Linked DNA regions of Mus musculus: regions 1, 3 and 4 are each linked to region 2. Evidence: chromatin contacts called from public Hi-C and HiChIP or PLAC-seq data. All regions are on one chromosome and are shown on one strand. The core of a region is the stretch at or near the end of the contact, and the rest is flanking DNA. Distances in the headings are between cores, read along the strand shown. Region 1 has its middle 17 kb from the start of Chrna9. Region 2 holds the start of Rbm47 (RNA binding motif protein 47). Region 3 overlaps Apbb2 (amyloid beta (A4) precursor protein-binding, family B, member 2). Region 4 overlaps Apbb2 (amyloid beta (A4) precursor protein-binding, family B, member 2).

Region 1 (2,700 bases), core at 101-2,600, 170 kb before region 2:
GGGCTGGAGAGATGGCTCAGCAGTTAAGAGCACTGACTGCTCTTCTGAAGGTCCCGAGTTCAAATCCCGGCAACCACATGGTGGCTCACAACCATCCATAATGAGATCTGACTCTCTCTTCTGGAGTGTCTGAAGACAGCTACAGTGTAAGTAATATAATAAGTAAAGAGTATATATATTTTAAAAAGACCAACAGGCAAGAAAGATATGAACAGGCAACTGCACAGCCTCTTGCTTGAGAAGAAACTAGAAGTGATAGGAGGAAAAAAAATCAAATTTAAATCAGGCCCAGGCTTGGTGGGTCATATTTATATTCTAGCAATGAGGAAACTGAAACAGAAGGATGGCTGTAAGTTGGAGGCCAGCCTGGACTACAGTGAGGCCTTGTCTCAAAAAACTGGAATTGGGCAACGAATATACTGCCCCTAAACTCTATAAAAATGAATAGAGAAAGCAAAAAGGAATCTCAGTCTATTTAAGCATTTAACTATGAAAATGGGAGTAATTTAAATCAGTGAAGAAAGGCTACCTATCAGAAAATAAAATAAAATCAGGACATTGTTTACATAATACACAAAAATTAACTTGAGTCTCTACCTTCTTTTTTTTAAAGATTTATTTATTTATTTATTATATGTAAGTACACTGTAGCTGTCTTCAGACACACCAGAAGAGGGCATCAGATCTCATTATGGATGGTTGTGAGCCACCATGTGGTTGCCAGGATTTGAACTCGGGACCTTCAGAAGAGCCAGTCAGTGCTCTTAACCGCTGAGCCATCTCTCCAGCCCCGGGTCTCTACCTTCTTAACACTGTGACCCTTTAATACAGTTCCTTGTATTGTGGTGACTCCCAACCATACAATCATGTTCACTGCTACTTAGCTGTAATTTTGCTACTGTTTTGAATTGTAATGTAAATATCTGATATGCAGCAATGCCCAAAGGGGTCATGACCCACGGGTTGAGAACCACTGCTCTAAAATCTCAACTGTAAAAACCAAAACATAGGGAGCCGGGGAGCTAGCTCTGTCTTAAAAATTCCTGCCGTGCAAGCATGAAGAGCTGAGCTCAGGTTCCCAGCCCCAGCTCAGGTCCCCAGCCCCAGCTCAGGTCCCCAGCCCCAGCTCAGGTCCCCAGCCCCAGCTCAGGTCCCCAGCCCCAGCTCAGGTCCCCAGCCCCAGCTCAGGTCCCCAGCCCCAGCTCAGGTCCCCAGCCCCAGCTCAGGTCCCCAGCCCCAGCTCAGGTCCCCAGCTCAGGTAAAAGCTGCCAGTGGTGCTGCCTAAGGGACTTCTTGTTTTAGAGACAACAGCCAGAGAGAAAGAAGAAATACAGGGCTAAAGTTGTCCACTGAAACCAAGTTTGCAATACAGGAAATGGCTGAGTGAAACGCACTGGAGTCACAGCGTGGATTATTGTTTAGTCACCAAAAGAAATGTTGAAGGATCTACTGATGGAAATTGGGGGAGTTCTACAAGTCTTGGTTGACAAAAGAGAGACATAAAATAAAACCTATAAATATGACAGGATTTTTGTAAAGTAAATAATAACTACATACACATGTACATATATACAAATATGATTGTTTTCTAGAAAAATATAGAAAAAGTAAGGACCAGGTTATTACAGTTAATGGGTAGAGGGGATTTTTTTTTCTTTTGGTTTTTTGAGACAGGGTTTCTCTGTGTAGCCCTGGCTGTCCTGGAACTCACTCTGTAGACCAGGCTGGCCTCAAACTCAGAAATCCACCTGCCTCTGCCTCCCGAGTGCTGGGATTAAAGGTGTGCGCCACCACACCCGGCTCTGTTTGTCTTTTTAAAGTGTCCTCCACCGTGTCTTCTCTTAGACTGTGGCCACTTCGCTCATGGGGACTTGGGGGTTTGGTTTTTTGTTCTTGATTTTGTTTTTGTCCACATTTGTTTTGTTTGTTGTTGTTGTTGTTGGTCTTCCTACTCAGTCTTCACACTGGACTTGGTCTGGTGGTTGCTATGACCAAGCACCACCAACCACTGGCTTAGAGCAACTACATTTTGTTTCCTTGTGGTTCAGATTGGAGTTGCTGGCAGGAATCAGCTGTTTGGCATTTCCAGGGAAGAGCCCTTGCTTTGTCTAGCTCCCAACAGTTTCCTATAATCCTTTGCATTCCCTGGTTTTCAGCTCTTACATCCTCATACAGTGTGCTCCTTAACTGGCTCTCTATATATTTACAAAATTCTCTTCTCATAAGAACAACAGTCTCTAGATGCAGACATCAGCATGACCTTATTCTAACTTGGCTGCCTCCCCAAAGACCCTGTTTCTAAATAAAACCACATTCAGAAGCCTTAGGGCCTGGGGCCTTCAACATATCTTTTGTATTTTTATAATGATTTCAAGTTTCATTCCTATTGCTGCGATAAAATACTCTGACAAAAAGCAATTTTATTTTAGCTCAGCATTCCATGTTATGGCCTATTACCTCAGGCAAGTGACAGGGCAGGAGCTTGAGACAGTGGTCAGATCACATCCACAGCCCAGAGCAGGGAAAAATGAATGCATGCATTCCCACTTGCTTGCTCATGCTCAGCTCGATTGCTCTACTCTCACGCAGTTCAGGACCCCCTGCTTTAGGTAATGACTCTACCCATAGTGGGATGGGTCTTCCAGACATGCCCACCCAATGTATACTGCTGTTCATCGGTAGTTGTACATTCCCAGTCTT
Region 2 (2,700 bases), core at 119-2,618:
GCTAGGAAGTCACCTACAACATCTTCGCTGGCCGCACACTTTTAAATAGAAAACTAAATTAAAGAGTCTCCAAACTACTTCCCACCGTGCGGCTTAAAGCAACAGATCAGATCGCTCTAGGCTTTAACTCTTCCCGGGTTCTGGGAATTCCAGTTTGTCACAATTTCTTAGCCTGAGTGACCTGCGGTAAGAAACGTCTTCCCGGCCCAGAGCCTGGCTTCTCCGGGTCCGGGCGCTCGGCGGCCGGCTGGGCTGGGTCGTACGAGCCGGCTGCGGTGCGGCTGTGGCCCGGGCGGAGCGGCACAGGGTCGGATCCCGCGGAGCGCGGCGGAGTCCGGCTGCAATCGGTGCCTCTGCAATCCCTGCTCTTCCCGGTTCCCTCCCTCCGCCTCCTGCCCTCCCCCAGACGAGGCCATTCGCCTCACAGTAGCAAGGTTGTCTCGTATACTCCCTTCCCTTAAACTCACCAAACCAGATTTTTACTCCCAACACCGGCAACTTCCCGTAAATCTGCACTGAAATTTTATCCTGCTCGCTGAGCCTCCGCTGGCCGAAGGCCAGTGCAACATTCCTGTTGTTTTAGAAGCGCGGATACCTTAGCTGAAGGTTTAAAAAAAAAAAAAAATCATATCGGACTGGCCCCGATGCGGAGGATTTACGAACTTTGGCCGCTCAAAAAGTCACATCCATTTCAGACATTCAGAAGGGACCCCAGAAGTGGCACCTGCCCCACCTGGGGACATCTAGAAGAGTGGCTTCCGGCCGCCTATGGCTGTTTAGAGTAAGCCACCCTGAGCCTGCACCAAGGACTAAGGACCCTGCGCCTGACTCCCGGGGTGAGCAGTGCCACCGCCCCCGGCCTTGCGGGGCAGGAAGGCGCTGGAGCAGGTAGGGCGGCAGACGAGCCCCGCCGCGGGCCTGCAGGAAGCCAGGACCTCCTGGGCTGTTCTTACCTGAGGCTGAGCATAGCTCGGAGAGCACAGGCAGGCACGTCACGGGGGGCCGGAGCTCTGACCTTTGCCGGAGCCTTCACAGCAGGGCCTGGGGCCTGGGCGCCGCTGCTCGTTCAAAGTGGCTCATTCTGAATGCGCTCTGACCTAGTGTTACAGCTGGTTTCTAGAAAGGGAACAAAAACAGTGCAAGGAGAAACCTCAGCCAAGCCCTCCTTTAACCTTGCCTCTGATCACAGGGGAACTAAGTCTGACCCCCATCCCCACTCCCAGGAAACCCACCCTAGGGCCGCGGCCCCCGCCCCACCCCTCGGGTTACCTGTTTATACAAGAATTAAGGAGCCTCCCGCATTTCAATGGAGCGCTAAGCCTGTTTGCAGCGCGGAAACAGCCAACAGGAATCGAATTCTGTGACTAAACAAACTAGAAGAGGAAGCGGGCACCACAAGGAACCTAAAGTTGTGATTTCGGGTTGCAATGTCATGCAACTGAAAAAAAAAATACTGTTTCACAGTAGGCTACTTTAATTAAAAGAAGGACCCAAAACTACCCCCCCCATCTAGTTAAATGGAAGCTGATAGAATATCGGCATATAGCGTTAGCCACTGTTGTTAGTGATACTATTATTATGTATAATCCGCCCCCCCCCCGTAGAAAAACGTGCAATGGATGTTAGAAGGAGGCTCCAGACCCAACTCTGCCCTCACTATCTGTGAGCAAGTTAATTACCCTCCAGCTCTGAGTTTCTGGAAGATTCTAAGGATGGGAGTTTTGCTTTCACTGTGGACAGTTTCAAGGAGAAGGAAAGACGAAGTCTTTGTGAAGGGGTGTGCAACTGATTTTCGACTCGTGTACAAGTTTCAAGGGAAGTGGAGAGAAGTTGGCCCTGCCTTCCATGAAGTGCAAATCCAACGTCTGTGTCACGCGCGTAATTCTGACTCAGATTTAGGCACTAGACCTGACCTGCCACCCTGCAAGTTACTCCATAGGTTAAAAGTCAGTGCTAGCGGGGCGGTGGTGAGCACGCCTTTAATCCCAATCCCAGCACTTGGGAGGCAGAGGCAGGCAGATTTCTGATTTCGAGGCCAGCCTGGTCTACAGAGTGAGTTCCGGGACAGCCAGGGCTACACAGAGAAACCCTGTCTCAAAAAAAAAAAAAAAACAAAAACAAAAACAAAACAAAACAAAACAAAAACAAAAAGTCAGTGCTAGATAACAGTGAACCATGCAGTTTGAAGATCTGTGAATGTGGGGCGTGTGGGGTGTGGTGGAGGCTTTGAAAACTCATAGATATCATCCATAGTAATAGTGGAGGGTAGAGGGGGTATTTATGTTCCTTTTAACTTGACATATAAATGAAGAAATCCTAATCTCTTTATATTGAGGTCTTTCTTACTCAGGAACCCTTTCACCCATTTCCTTAATCTGATCCTCAGGTCTGCCTCAGGTCTGGAGGTGAAGACACTGTCCGTACAGAGGTTAGGTAAGCAGGCCAACTTTCCCGAGTGCCGACCTTTCCAGTCTAATCGAAAAGTCAGATCTTACCACCATTAGTAAAAGTAATTCCTGAAGCCAGCCAGGAATTCTGAAGTTCTCCATCCTTTTGATCTTCGATCTTTTATCTTTTAGGCAGCAAAAGTCAAGCCAGGCCAGTTTAACCATGTTCTGAATTCAGAATCAAGACTTTGTCGATAGGTGCACACATGTACTGAGAATCGCAGACTGTAGAAAACTCCCAGTTCCGAACTGT
Region 3 (2,969 bases), core at 296-2,795, 220 kb after region 2:
TCAGGGATGGCCAGTGGATGCCCACAGGACAGGGCCCTGAGATTCAAGTCTGTATTGCTGGATTCCAGCTGTATGGTTATCCCGGCTCCTGACCTAGTCACAGAGATCAGCCCTCTAGAGACGTCAATTCCTAAGGTTGGAGTCAGGTGGGAAAGGAGTATATACATATGAATATGAAGGACTTTTAAAAGATCTAACCAGCTCAAAGAGGGCCAGAACGATGCCCATCTACAGTATATTCATTCTATTTGATCTTCTCTGTTTTGTGATGCTTTCTCAAGAGATAAGAAAGTGGGGGATGGGGTAGAACAGGATCACCCTCTGTCTGGTTGTGAACACCTGTAATCCCAGCACTTGACCCAGGGGGATTACAGGTCCAAGATCAGCCTGAGCTACACAGTGACTCCTTGTCTCCCTGTCTCAAACAATACAATAAAACCAGCCAGCGCTTTGCTTTGCTCTTCTTCATACCATTACCGAGGGACTGCAGCAGCTCCGGTTTCTATTCTGAGCCAGATCTTTTGATTGTCCAGTAAACAAAAGGCCTTAACGCAACACAACCTCCACAACACTGAGAAGGCGCTGGCCGTTCAAGTTCAAATACCCTGGTGGGATGTGGCCTCCATTGTTGGGATGTCATGAGCCAACGGCGGTTACTCCAGGCAGGAATGAATGCACACCACTGTCACCACGGTCATGCTCCTAAATGAAATCAGGCTTTGTGACTGTTTGGAAACAGCGAAATGCTTTTCAACTCCGGGACGTTGTGGGTCCTGTGGGGACAGGTGTCTGGGGGATCCCTTGAGTGGAGTTTGACCCAGTTTCCCTCTTGAAGGGAAAAAAGTCATTGGCCTGGTGAATTATTCATTCACTATGGCAGTGACCTTGGCCAGGGAGGCCCCAGAACACATTCAGCATTGGCCTCAGCAAATGTATCAGCTGCTTCTACTGCCTCCACAGGCTGTCAACAACGTGATGGGTGCTCAGGCAGAAACCACCACTCAGGGGCCTTCTGGGACACCGGGCCCACTAGTGCTCTTCCTGCTTCCTGAGCAAGACAGTCCTATTGTGAAAGTTTGTGCTCTACTCATATTTGCCTGGCCCATCTATGAAGGTCATGTTCATGAAGCATGTATACCGTGCCACTTGGTAAGGGGTGACACACATGGAAATATCTCCAGTATCCACCCACAACTATCTATGGCATTATTGGGAAGGTGCTTCCTAGTCTGCATCAACTCTGCCTATACACCATTGAAAGGCCCAGCCCGTGGTGGCTGTTGCTGAGCCGACGAGTGGGTTGAACCATCCCGTCAGAAACAAGTCATAGAAACTTAAAAGAACGTGCCAGAATGCCAACTTGTTAATTTACACAGGGAAATGCAAGTGCCACCCTGGTTCAATGCAAGCACAGGCTGAGGAGAAAGTTTGCCCTCTGTTGCAAGTCCACTCTGGTTTCTGATCGGCCGCTCATAGTAAGCTGAGCAGCAGAGGTGCATGCAGAAGTGCCCGTGCCGGCATTTTACCAGGCAGGATGTTGGGAGATTCTCCCCTGGTGCCAGAGACAGGCCTCAGGGGTGTGATGTGGTATAAGCATACTTGCTTGTATTAGTCACTGCCTGTCTAGGAACCAGCCTGGCATTGAGCCCTATTAATTAATAGAAAATTTGAACAGAGGTATGCTTACTTTAGATATGGAGTGTAATGTTTCAAAAATGTTCATGGAATAGACTCTGTGTGTATGTGTATATGTGTGTGTGTAAGCACAAGCTTGTATGTATATTACAAAGTCCATCATCTTATTGGCAGAGATAGTTTATTAGGGGCTTATTCTGTGCCACTTACAGATCACAGCCCAAGTTTATAGCATTCAGCAAAATATGTTCTCATACCACCAGCTCAGGTGCTGCATTTCTTGTTTTCGGAATGAAAGGTAGAGGCACAGAGCAAATGGCTGAACTGTCTAAGGTGACACAGTAAGCAAGCAGCTGAGCTTCATCTCTTACGGGGTGTGAGGCACCACGATCTGGGACTTCACAGGACAGGAAAACCGCCACCATGAAACTGAACAAGGGACCTGCAGCTTCATCTAAGACACATGGAAATATCACGGCAAGAATGAGTAGACCTCGCTGGGGGTCGGGGACTGCTACTTGCTGCCTGTACCCTCATTGTGCTCACTGCCCTTCATTTCCCCGCTTGCATCACTGGAGGGAAGCCACTGCCTCTGCAGGTGCTATGGAGGATTAAACTGGTGCATCTCTAAGCAGAGGCCTAGTACTACCTTTAGGATGGAAGAGCAGCAATGTTCACTGGGTCAGCTCTGAAGCCACGACGCTCAGATATAATCCCTAGCACTCTACTTAATTCCCCAGTGACATAGGACCAGTTACTGAGCTGCCCTGTGCCTCTGTTCCCTACACCAACAGAGACAACAGCAGCACTTTGGTTCTGGGGAACACTAAGAGTCTGAAGACTCGCGCCAAACATACAAAGCACTGCAGGCGATCGAGGGGCGTGCTCAGTGTGCTAGCTTTGATGAGCACTAGCTTCAAATGACCGACGGAATGAGCCACACCAGCTGGCATGGAGGTCATCTAAAAGGACTCATCCGGCCACTCACATAGCCTGTGGTCGGGGTTAAGTGTGATGATGCTCAATTCCAAGTGCTCAGATGTAGATCAGGAGAGTGGCTCTTCCCTCGGGCAGTCACTGCTCAGTTCCCAACAGCATCCTTATCTGACTCTTTAGGACAGTGGTTCCCAACCCTCCTAATGCTGTGACCCTTTAATACAGTTCCTCATGTTGTGGTGACCCACCCACCCCGGCCATAAAATTATTTTTGTTGCTACTTCATTAGAAATCTGCCAAGGGGGTCTCGACTCACAGGCTGAGAATCACTACTTTAAACATGCCCTCTGCAATAGCTGGTGGGCTCTACAAACAGGTCTGGAAATTGGAACTCATAG
Region 4 (2,700 bases), core at 115-2,614, 170 kb after region 2:
AGTGGCCTGCATCAAAACACAGACAGAGGGCCGGCAGGAACCAAAATATGGCCATGAACACCCCTAGGACCTAGGAGACAAATGAATCCTGTTTCCAAGACTGACTGCACTTATTTTCCAGATTAGACTTGGAGTGGGAGGTACAGGAGATGGAGAAGAGGACACGAGAAACTTCACTACCCTAGAGGGCTGGTCTAGAGTACCTGCCTGCTGCCTGTCTTGGGCAGTACTTTTCTGTTTCATCATACTGAACATCAACCATACCAGACCTGGGTATCTGGGATCTCAAAGCTTGGGTTCCAACTTGGCAAACTTGTGTCTCCTTCTGCCTTGTCTAGGAAGATGCTGAGTTCTGAAAGGAGCAGCCCAACACCTCACTACCTGGGGTGAACACATTCTGCACAGCCAGGGCCTCTCTGGGAACATTCCTGAGATGTGGACTGTGTAAACAGCAGGCCCAAGTTCTACCATTTGCCAGGAGTGAGGAGACTTGAACAGAAGGCAGAGCATTCTCCAGTGTGCACTCTCACTGTTAATATTCAGAACAGCTGTCACAGCTGTCTCCTAGTAAGGAGACCTGGACGCAGAGGCAAGGAGGAAGGGAAGAGCCGACAAAATGTCTGGACACCTCCCCACTGTGGACTCCTGTAGGAGTTGTGGTGCACAGAGGTAAGAGAGCTTATACCCCATGCTCAGGCCCAGAGTGTATCACCCCCGCCCCCCCAAAGGAGAACTTCTCTTAGGCACATCTTCTGTTAGTCCCATCTCCAGCCACTGGGCAAGACAGAAAAATGGTCACTAGCTACAATAGGGAGTGTAGCTAGGAGGGAGCCCAAAGCAAAGAGGAACTCGTCCCTGGGTTTGTCTTTTCACTATGGCTGGCACTTGTCACAATGCCCTTCATCTACCAAAATGGGATAAACATATAGATATATGTATATATATATATAGATATATGTATGTATGTGTAATATATATATGTGTGTGTGTGTGTGTGTGTGTGTGTGTATGTATATGTGTGTGTGTGTGTGTGTGTGTGTGTGTGTGTGTGTGTATGTGTGTGTGTGTGTATGTGTATATCTCCACTCCATCATTTGGAGGCTGACATTTGGAGCATCTGAAACTGTGTAAGCACCATGAATTTCACGGGTATATCCTCTCCATGGATAACATCCTTCAAGGAGGACAGGAGGCTTCCCTGGCTGTGCCATGGCTAAGAACTGATACTGAAATTGACTGTATTATGGCTAGTCACCCAGGAAACTTAAGAGAACACCTCAAAGTTCCAAATTGTCACTCTTCAATGTATCACAGGAACCAATGTGACATGGGGACCAACGTCACATTTCCTCCGTGACATGCTGAGTCATTTGTTCAGCCACTGGTGAGAGAGACCCGAGACTTGGCAGGGTGGCCGTTATTCTTGGTCATTCAGCCCATCACCTTCCCAAAACAGTACCACACACAGAAGTAGGTTAGGGGCCCAGATACAAATGATGAAGAGAAGAGGCTACACAAGACAATGGCCTGCCTTGAGAGGCAGAGAGGCTGTGAGGATGGGGATGGAATGGAAGAAGCGGTGAGTTCTGCCAGACACATGAGATGCCAGGGAAGGGGAAAAGTGAGAAATCGCCGGTTACCTCTCTCTGAATCCGGGAAGGCATGAGGGAGGGAAGAGCAGAAACAGCGGGTTAGCATCCGTACCGTATCCAGTCTACAACGCAGCTCTCAGCACCGACATCCCACTGTGGTTCCCAACTTTGCAGCCATTAATAGCCTTTCTGTGCTTATTTTAGCTGCACCCTATCACCCGGAGGAGTGTATTTCGAGCCACACTACGATGAAGCCAAGAGTTGCCAGCTGAATTTGCAGAGGCAACAGATCAGCCGGGGGAGGTAACCAAGCTTAGAATATCACAGTCAAGTACAGGAGACTGTTTGCAGGAAACACTGGCAGGGAACTTATCTTCAGTCTCCAGCCCCAGCCCCGGCTTCACACACACACACACACACACACACACACACACACACACACACACACACACCACAACCACCACCACCACCACCACCACCAACCATACAGAAACAATCAAGCATACACAGTCTTACCTGCTTCATGGCTCCTGGACATTCTAATTAGAGCTGTGGCCCTGATACCCAGGAGCTTTAACAAAGTCTTTAGTGGGCAATGGGGAGGGACGTAGAAGTGGAGAAAAAAAAAGAGGTAGGAGATGAAGACTTCAAGGGTGCAGGCACAGAGCAATGCCAAGAAGGGGTGTGGGTGCAGAGCAGTGCCAGGGAAGAAAGGAAGGGGGTACAGAGAGGAGCTGGGAGCATCTGGAGGCTGGGGGTGGGGTGGGAGTGGGGGTGGGGGGAGGACAACAGCAAGCTTTGAGTTTTGTGCTCAGAACTACCCAGAGTTACCAGGGGACCCTAGAGATGTCGCTGAGCCTCCTAACCTTTTCTGTTCTGACAGAGGCATTACAAAAGGGCCTGGAGGCAGCGTCCTCTAAGTGACACAGGTGCTCTCTAGAGTAACAACAGTCCGAGGAGGCGGAGTGCCAGACAGCTAAGCCATGAGAAGAGAGGCAGGGTTCACAGGGACCTGCTCTCTCCCACACAGCAGCCTTGCTACTGCTGTCACCTAGGCCAGCTGAGAGTGATAGTGAATGCGCAATCAAGTATATCACCAGATGGTGAG

The links. A called contact is a pair of places that touch in the nucleus more often than the background predicts. HiChIP or PLAC-seq counts read pairs in DNA pulled down with a chosen protein or histone mark.
Region 1: a contact with region 2 is called in an H3K4me3 HiChIP or PLAC-seq map of bone marrow-derived macrophages, with 2.8 times the contacts expected there. The contact joins the enhancer-like site here to the promoter of Rbm47 in region 2. A contact is called at or near these places in 4 of 39 promoter capture datasets (the C10 cell line, liver, pre-B cells and 1 more), 7 of 484 Hi-C or Micro-C datasets (bone marrow-derived macrophages, embryonic fibroblasts, embryonic stem cells and 2 more), 10 of 115 datasets of contacts at active chromatin or transcription factors (bone marrow-derived macrophages, embryonic stem cells, microglia and 3 more) and 3 of 9 other capture datasets (adipose tissue, liver and pancreatic islet).
Region 3: a FOXA1 HiChIP or PLAC-seq map of pancreatic cancer cells shows a contact between it and region 2. The contact joins the enhancer-like site here to the promoter of Rbm47 in region 2. A contact is called at or near these places in 1 of 39 promoter capture datasets (frontonasal cranial neural crest), 2 of 484 Hi-C or Micro-C datasets (nephron progenitors and palatal mesenchyme) and 2 of 115 datasets of contacts at active chromatin or transcription factors (bone marrow-derived macrophages and pancreatic cancer cells).
Region 4: a Hi-C map of bone marrow-derived macrophages shows a contact between it and region 2, with 1.8 times the contacts expected there. The contact joins the enhancer-like site here to the promoter of Rbm47 in region 2. A contact is called at or near these places in 1 of 39 promoter capture datasets (3T3-L1-derived adipocytes) and 2 of 484 Hi-C or Micro-C datasets (bone marrow-derived macrophages and brown adipocytes).

Annotation. Positions count from the first base shown.
Region 1 is chr5:65,982,896-65,985,595 of GRCm38.p6, forward strand. No RefSeq gene overlaps it. Among named protein-coding and RNA genes, the nearest start is that of Chrna9, 17 kb to the left of the region's middle. Within about 2 kb of position 1,351, at least 10 of the 459 cell types and tissues checked have an H3K27ac peak or open chromatin away from gene starts, as enhancers often do. A contact at or near this core is called in bone marrow-derived macrophages and trophoblast stem cells, where this site is marked.
Region 2 is chr5:66,150,586-66,153,285 of GRCm38.p6, forward strand. Rbm47 (RNA binding motif protein 47) reads right to left here and starts at 1,369. Exons shown (of 8, transcript NM_001127382.2): 1 at 1,270-1,369; 2 at 954-1,116. Gm26725 (a long non-coding RNA gene) reads left to right here and starts at 419. Exons shown (of 5, transcript XR_001785070.2): 1 at 419-888; 2 at 2,387-2,433.
Region 3 is chr5:66,373,041-66,376,009 of GRCm38.p6, forward strand. The region is part of intron 9 of Apbb2 (amyloid beta (A4) precursor protein-binding, family B, member 2); the gene reads right to left. Among named protein-coding and RNA genes, the nearest start is that of Nsun7, 110 kb to the left of the region's middle. Within about 2 kb of position 1,546, at least 32 of the 459 cell types and tissues checked have an H3K27ac peak or open chromatin away from gene starts, as enhancers often do. A contact at or near this core is called in pancreatic cancer cells, where this site is marked.
Region 4 is chr5:66,321,962-66,324,661 of GRCm38.p6, forward strand. The region is part of intron 11 of Apbb2 (amyloid beta (A4) precursor protein-binding, family B, member 2); the gene reads right to left. Among named protein-coding and RNA genes, the nearest start is that of Nsun7, 63 kb to the left of the region's middle. Within about 2 kb of position 1,365, at least 50 of the 459 cell types and tissues checked have an H3K27ac peak or open chromatin away from gene starts, as enhancers often do. A contact at or near this core is called in bone marrow-derived macrophages, where this site is marked.